Linked DNA regions of Ovis aries: region 2 is linked to region 1. The links are chromatin contacts, called in public Hi-C maps. All regions are on one chromosome and are shown on one strand. The core of a region is the stretch at or near the end of the contact, and the rest is flanking DNA. Distances in the headings are between cores, read along the strand shown. Region 1 overlaps TEC (tec protein tyrosine kinase). Region 2 holds the start of TEC (tec protein tyrosine kinase).

Region 1 (4,239 bases), core at 925-3,424:
TTCCCGGGTGGCTCAGACAGTTAAGCGTCTGTCTACAATGTGGGAGACCCGGGTTCAATCCAGCACTAAGCACTTCAGATGTAGCAACTCATTTAATTCAACAAACCTATTGAAGGTACTATTCCCTAGTCATATGATAAGAATAAGAGCCAGACTTTAATACAGGCATTCTGACCACACAGCCTGCACTATTAACCGCTACACACACAACCTCTCCAGTGGAAAGGAAGAGAGAACTAAAAGGAAAAGCATATGATGCGTCATTATCAGCCTTCTATTTAGGCAGATGGCTAAAGGCAATTCCACGCAACTTCCAAATTTCAACAGATAAACTATGACTCCCAAGGCATCATTAAGAAGGACACCAATCTCTCAATACCAAAGACTAAAGAGAACAAATGAATTTATAATCAAACAGAAATAGACCCACACATTCTACCAGAGGAACAGGGAATGGCAGGAGAAGTATGAGCTCTGGAACCAGCCAAAGCCAGGTACCGGGTCAAGTCAGGCTTCTTCAGTTCTGTGAATGTGGGAAAGTCCCTCAACTTTTGTGAAACTGAGTTCTCCCTTGGGAAAGGGGACTGATGATAAGAAATGTAAATGTAATGTGCATGTCAAAGTTGTTTGATCACTGCAAGTTTCAATAACAGATCTGGGAGATTTTTTAAAAAAAGAAAAGAAATAGACCACAGAACACAAACTTACGGTTACCAAAGGGGAAAGGGGCAAGGGGGGGATAAACTAGGAGCTCGGGATTAACATACATACACTACTATAAATGAAATAGACAACTACCAAGGACCTATTGTATAGCATAGGGAACTATACTCAATATTGTATAATAACTTACATGGGAAAAGAATCTGAAATATACATATATATATATATATATATATATATATACCTGAATCATTTTGCTATACACTTGAAATGAATGCAACATTGTAAATCAACAGTACTTCAATAAGAATACATACAGACATAATTAATTTTAAGAAAACTGGAGACAATCACTCTGAGTGAAAGAATCGGTTTGATGCTCCAAAGGAAAAAACAAGATGAAACAAAATTTCAGAGTCCTCCAGGTGATTCTCCCATTTTCCACACCAAAAAGGATTGAGCCTTTCAGACAAAAGAATCACAAAGGAACCAACTCTGGGTTACAAATATCTTTTTAAAATGAAACTAAGAGCTACAACTTAAGACCCTTTTCTCTGTGTCTCCTTAACAGTGAGCACAAGAACATTCTTTTCTTTACTCTGACTGCTAATTGCTAAAAGCTTGAAAAACAACACATGAGTCTTTGAACATCAATATTCTTTTTGTATTAAAGTATTAGTTGACTTACAACACTGTGTTAGTTTAAGGTGTATAGCAAAGTAATTCAGTTATGTTTCTCAGATTATTTTCCATTGTAAGTTTTTACAAGATATGAATATAGTTCCCTGTGCTATACAGTATATCCTTGTTGCTTATCTGAATACCAATATTCTAAAGTAGAGAACAGACACTGTTCACTGTTTCACCAAAGAGAAATCCAAACCACCATGAAGTTGTATTCTCCGTCTAGTGTTACAAATCTAAGTACCAAACTAATGGTTCTCGGTTTCATGGTCTACCAATTTTAGCCAAAAGATCTAAGAACTCCTTTATCATAAAAATTCTGCCTGAAGAAAAATGTTTTTTTAAATGGCTACTAAGGTTATCCAGCCTATTATATAAATCCTTTCACAATATTTTTAATCAATCAGGGGTACAGAGATGATTATGAATTACCAAACAAGAGGACGGTAAGGAATATAGTAATTAAGAAACCCTAGTTGTCAGGGTAGAGAAAGGATGAACTCCTTACAGGAAGAAGCAGAGTGATCAAAGGTTGTTGAAATTCTCATCTTACTATGTTAAGCCATATGAAAATGTCAATGTTCAGCAATATTTTACCTATACAAATCAACAATATTATCTAACTCAGTCTAGTACTTGGCAATGCTCTGAGAGCAGTAATGTAGTTAAAGCTCTCAATTTCAGAAGTTTACATCAGAACACATTGGCTATTACACATTTCATCATAGGTTTACCAAAAAGTTTGAGCCTGTTTGTAATGTTAAGAAATCTAGCATGAATAAACATCAGACTGACAATTATCTGAGAAATCAAATGCTGTATGCCTGCCAACAGTTTCTGTGGGTTATGGTTCAATTCAAAAGTACCTAAAATGGATAGGTACTATATAGTAACAAACTTTATCCTGCTCTCTTCTACAATGTAAACCCCAGCTTAAGCCCCAATTTTCTTTTGTAAAAGGGGAACTGAACAGCAGAAACACAAGCAAAAAGAAGGGAAATGCTCGGCTGACTTTAATCAGAATAAAGGGTACATTCTAGGCTCCCCATTTAATATCACGAATTGGTGCTATTCCAGGATCAGGCACTTTTTTAGCTCTCAGCTGAGAGTAAAAGTTTAGCCTGCAAGTCTTCCTTACCTATTAAACAAGGCACCCAGGGATAAACTGTATTTTCTTAAAGTCTTGACTATGTCTCCTTTCAGCTAGTTGCTCAGTAACAGGCTACAAAGTTTTGAGTAGTTTGTTGATCTACTGAACCTAGGTCTAGATTAGACTCAAAAGGTCAAAAGGCAAAAGTTACATAAGTCAGCTGACTTATCTCTCCTGGGTATGCAGCGCCTGTCCAGCCATATGGCTGGTGATCAAGATGTTGGACTTGGGGTGGACTTGCAGTACTTCACTACAGATAGTGGTTTCCTACTGTCCATATAACACAGGTATATGCAATAATTTAACATATACTCTTTAGGGCAGGTTTGGGGTTCACAACAAAGGACCCTGCTGGGGTCTTTGGCTATGATTGTGGTTGAGGGTCTCCTGGCTGATAAAAATGAAGAAAAAAAAAGAGAGATAAAAAGAACAGCGGATGGAGAAAAAAGTTTTGACAAAAGAAACCATGAGCAATACTATTACAAGAAAATTGGTTTCACCTCTTGGCAGGTATCGAGCCAAAAGACAGACTCAAACAGAAGAGCAGAAGGAAGGATTTATTACTTGCAGCAAGTAAGGAGGACAACAAGGACGCTTCCCAGAGCATTATCTCCCCAAACAGCAAGACTGGGGCTGGAGCAAAGAGAATTCAGCATAGAACTGGGGAAAGGTTGACAGAGTCCAGCACAAGTTGATGGAAGTTGGGAGGGTCAGCAAAGGTCACCATCATCATTCCTTAGGTTCCAGTGGATCTGGAAATTGTGCCCCCACGAGGGTTTGCATTCTGCAAAACAGCTCAAGAATGTGCTTCAGGCTAATCCTGACCTTTGAAACAGTACAACTGATATATCATGGTAAAGTTATCTCCCTGGCCTGATTATATCTGCTCAGTTTTACCTTCTTTTGCTCCTATAAAATCATTAACTATTGAGACCTATTCTTCTGCAAGAGTGAGCACTGTGGCTGGGCTAGATCACAAAATGATTTAGGCCTAGGATGGCTGAGTTCTCTTCCTCTGAGGAGCCCCACCCTATCTGCTTATAATACCTCAACACATCATCTCATATACTTACACTACAGGAGATTCATAGTTAAGCATTCTAGAGAGAATCAAAAGTTGTCTTAACATAGAAACTACTCATTGATCAACTGACCACATAGGCTCCAAATATTCCTTCCACATTACTAGGTTCTGCTTCTTTGTGGGTCATTTTCTCTCAGTGAATGAGGGAATGCAACATTCAACATCAAATGTTCAAAAGACGAGGGTTTTTAAAAAGTCAATAATGAGAATAATGTTGGAGAACTGCTCCCATCACACTCAATGAATGCCACTGGCAAATGAGGATCTTGCAGTTAGCTGGTAAAAATAAAATAAAACTCTCAACATTGTAAAGTAACTATACCCCATTTAATCAGATTAACTAATTAAATGCACTGAAAAAAACAATAACATAAGTATCAAAAATGAGTTACACTTTAGAAAGAGAAATATAAATATCATATACAGAGACATATATATGGAATCTTAAGAGATGGTACTGGTGAATTTATTTTTAGGGCTGCAGTGGAGAAACAGACACGGAGAACAGACCTATGGGCAGTGGGAGGAGAGGAGGGAGAAGGGGAGATGTATTGGAGAGAGTAACAGAAATTCACAAGACCATATGTAAAATAGACAGCCAATGGGAATCTGCTCTATGACTCTGAACTCAAACAGGGGCTCGGGGACAGGTGGAAGG
Region 2 (4,239 bases), core at 480-2,979, 49 kb after region 1:
AGCGCAAGGCTCAGGCTGCCAGCGCTCTGTACACACAGAGGAAGGTCTCTACCAGCAATTCTTCCTCAAGCAAAAAGTGGCCAGACACAGCCACAATGCCACCTGCCATCCTGTCCAGGGTCAACTTAGGAAGCAAAGATCGCCTTTTTCTTGAGATTCACTAAGATCTGATAAAACATAGACTCTGCCCTTGAGTGACTAGCTGCTGACAAAATATGACTATTTTGATACACAATAAGCAAGGAACAGGTTGACAGTGCTAGAGCATACATTAATATTCTTTTTTTTTTCTATTTGGGAAGATGTCAAAATTCTAGTTCAAGAACCTGTGTGTGGCAAACTAGAGGTTTGCCAGTCAAACAACACTGATTCCCATGTGTTTGCAACGCTTGCCCTATACAGTTCTACAAACCAAAATGTACACACCCTCTGGGAAGAATCAAGATCATTAACACAAATGCAGTAAGCACCTAGAACTGACAAAAGAATATACTGATCAGATTAACGAGTATTGGGAAAGTATGGTTTTTCCCTAAACAATGAAAATGTGCCTAAACCAAAAAAAAAATAAAAAATTCAAATACTTAAGGAGACTGTTATACACATTTTCTATTCTCCATGTAAATCATGACACTCCATGCAATTCTCAACAACTAACCTACCAGTATCACAAACCAACCTGTTAAATCCTAAACTTACTTGGGAAACCTACTGGTTTGTTGGAGTGTTTCCTCCTTTCTAGCTCTTTAGGGAAGAATTATCTAGAAAAAAAAGTGAATTCTCAGAATTTCCGAAGAGGAAAAAAAATGGGCATTCACTGGAAAAACACAGGGTATATGCTCAGAACACTTAACTATTCTGGATAAGCTTCAAACCCACTTAGCCACCAGTCATCCTGTTGTTCTAACTTAACACTGAGACCTACCCTTCTAATCAAGTCTTCCAGTTTCCAAAGAATGGCAACAGATGAGACTGTTTCCGAATCTGATACACAGCAACTTCTTGTTCTTCCATGGAGGAAAAAAAAAAAAAACAAAATCAAACCAAAAGGAAATTTAGGATCTGAAGGAAAGCGCACACCCCGGAGTCAAGGCCCTAGTTTTCCCAACACATGTATTCACCGACTCCCTGCTATCAAGATTCATACACAGTTTCCCAGATTTAAAAATGTAAGGCTGAAAAAAAAAAAAATGTAAGGCTGGTGGGGACAGGCACTCAGACACATGCAACCGTGGAAAGTCTGTCGATTCTGCCAACTCTCGCATCAAGACTTCGCTGCTGCCCAAGCAGAGAGAAGGAATGAAGTCCGCGGCGCGGCTGGGAAGTGAACCCAACGCTGAATTTGGGGCAGGGCGGCCTCTGTCCCGAGACTCAAGGAGAAGGGCGGGCGCTCCTCGGGAGAAGCCAGCACCGGAGCCCGGGAGACCGAGAGGCTGGGGCCGCCGGAAGGCGCGGCTACGCCGGGACGCGCACCTGTCCCTCCGTAGCCCGCAGGGGACGGGGTTCCTCACCTGGGGCGGCGCGCTCGGGCTCACGGCCGCGCGGGGTAGAGAAAATCCTTCCTGGTTCCACGAGAGTCAGCCTCTGAGCTGCTGGAACTCTCCTCTCGCCGCACACATCCCCACCCACCCTTCCCCGCCCCGAGTGGCGCAGGCCCTGGGCCGCCCTCGCCTGCCCGCAGCGCCCTTACCTGGCTGGAGCGCAGCGGCTTCGCGGAGCCCGGGACACTGAAGTCCGCCCGAGCCTCGGAGTCCTGTGCCTGGAGCCCCGCCCCCTCCTCGGCTCTCCCCGCCCCGACCGGCCCGGCGACCGCCCGGCCCGCGAGGGCTCCGCCTCCAGCTGCCGGAGGCCGGCGGCGACCTGTTCCCACTGCTCTGCTGCGGTGCTGAGACTGAAGGTGGGAGTGGGTCGCTTACGCGTTCCGACTCCCGGGACCCAGCGGAAGTTTCGAGGAAGTCGCGGGAACGTCCCTGGTGTTTCCTGGACGCAGGAACCTCCTCCTTCCTGCCCCCCTCAACCGCCCCGCGAGGACACGGACACCCCTGGCCCGGGAGAGCCCCGAGCAGTGCCACCTGTGGGTGAGCGGGGACTCGATCGGAACTAGGGACCGCACCTCCCCTTCCGCTAAATGGTGGCGAGCCAGGTGGTAACGCAGTGAGGTGGAGCGAAGCAGCCAGTTTTACCAAAAGAATAAGTCTTTTCTGTTCAACCTGAAGCAGCAGAGCGCATCTGATACACTTACAGGTCACGTGGTGTGTGTGTGCATGTGTGACCCCATGGAACTATCACAACAGGTCACGTGGTCGGGGTGTGTGTGTGTGTGTGTGTGTGTGTGTGTTACCAAAAGAATAAGTCTTTTTCTGTCCAACCTGAAGCAGCAGAGCGCATCTGATACACCTACAGGTCATGTGGTGTGTTTGTGTGTGTGACCCCATGGAACTATCACAACAGGTCATGTGGTCGGGTGTGTGTGTGTGTGTGTGTGTGTGTGTGTGTGTGTGTTCTCGCTCAGTGGCTCAGCCCTTTCTGACTCTCTGCGACTCCATAAAAGTCCACCAGTTTATGTAGGGTGAAAGGCACAGAGAATTTAAAGAACCTACCTAATGTCACCCAACAACAAATTGAAAGGCTGGAATTCAAATCCCTGTAGTCTGCCTCCTGATTTTGAACGCTAAACCACAGCTCTCCTGGCTCACCAAATTTGAGTGTCCACCATATCTCATGAGGAGAAGGAAATGGCAACCCACTCCAGTATTCTTGCCTGGAGAATCCCGTGGACAGAGGAGCCTGGCGGGCTATATAGTCTGTGGGGTTGCAAAGAGTCAGACACGACTGAGCCACTAAGCACGGCACAGCACATGTCTCATGAGCTGTTAGAGCCCAGAGAAATACAAGGACTCTGCCCTCCAGAAGCTTTTAGTATAATGGGGCGAAAGGGACAGTCAGTCATCAATAAGCAAGTGAAAAATGAAGCCATTGCAGGTGCAAGAAGCCTCCTGACTAAAATACAGTAGGGTGATGGATTTGAGAGTGTGGGGAGGGAAAGACCACAGATCTAGTTGTTCCCGAGGCTTCTCAAAGGAGGTGACAGTGGAGCTGGGAGCTGATCAGCCAGGTAGTCAGCCTGAAGATGAAGCAAAGGGAAAGTCACATTCATTAATCCTCATTCTACCTCCTGCTTGTTGGAGACCTAAAAGCATGCCTTCCTATATATTATCTCTCTTTTGCTCATACAATAACCCCGAGAAGTCTGATAAGATTCCTTTTTACAGAAAAAAAAAAAAATGTGATGATTAATGATTTGCCTAAGAGGAAGGGGCGATGGGAAGAGAGCACAGATTTGAACCAAGGCTTTCTGATTCCAAAACCTCTTTCACTCAGGTGAGGGCCTTGAGTATGATGTCTCAGAATGAATCTAGTAAAATTTCTCTTTGGTGATCTTGCCTCTTCGCAGCCCCAGTCTCTTCTCTGCTGCCTGTTGACTGGTTAAAGAATTTCCCCCAGGGAAGGTGTTCTTTGAGGGAGAAGAGGTCAGGAACCTTCTGAAAGTATGCAAAATGTATACTTTTGTGTGTGCACAAATTATAATTATGTAATTATGGTAATAAAGTTGGCTTTCTCCCAAGAAAAGATGCTCACATATATATGTATAAGGGAGAGAACTTAGAATTTTCATCAAATTGCCCCCAAAAAAGGTAAAAGTTACTGTCTTAAGAGTTTAACAGATATTTGTGGTGATTAAAAGAACTGATTTTCAGCTTTCTTTCCCTGGAGGGAGGCAAGTCTGGTGATTCCTGTTTTTGACTTGGTGGAAATGAGGCTCTTAAAGTTTGTGAAGTTTGATGGAAAGGGAAGCAAATCCCGATCCTCACATAACACCTTCATAAATCACTTCTCTTCTTAGAAGAGAAGGTCTGGATTGTCACTCTCTGATCTCAAGAAAACCATAGACTGATCTGTAAACAAAACATCTAGGTAAATGTAACTCTATTGGTAATAATTAGTTTCCATAACATCATACCATTTCCTGAAGAAAGCATTGTTTATACTACCAGTCAACAAGCATAAGTAGGTGATTAACACATGTATATCATCTCCAAAGCCAGTAGAGAGTACTGGCATTGGTTTTCAGCAGTGTTTTTAGAGATAATGTCAGAAAGAGAGCTTCAGCTACATTAATGAAAAGGTGTAAAACTGAATTCAGGATGTGGTAGACTTACAAAAAAATTTAACCTGTAC

The links. Hi-C and Micro-C count contacts between places; a contact is called where the count stands out from the background.
Region 2: a contact with region 1 is called in a Hi-C map of mixed tissues, with 2.1 times the contacts expected there. The contact joins the promoter of TEC here to the enhancer-like site in region 1. A contact is called at or near these places in 2 of 16 Hi-C or Micro-C datasets (liver and mixed tissues).

What each region holds. Positions count from the first base shown.
Region 1 is chr6:67,615,852-67,620,090 of ARS-UI_Ramb_v3.0, forward strand. The region is part of intron 2 of TEC (tec protein tyrosine kinase); the gene reads right to left. Among named protein-coding and RNA genes, the nearest start is that of TRNAW-CCA, 44 kb to the right of the region's middle. Within about 2 kb of position 2,175, at least 5 of the 54 cell types and tissues checked have an H3K27ac peak or open chromatin away from gene starts, as enhancers often do. A contact at or near this core is called in liver, where this site is marked.
Region 2 is chr6:67,665,291-67,669,529 of ARS-UI_Ramb_v3.0, forward strand. TEC (tec protein tyrosine kinase) reads right to left here and starts at 1,730. Exons shown (of 19, transcript XM_060417079.1): 1 at 1,691-1,730.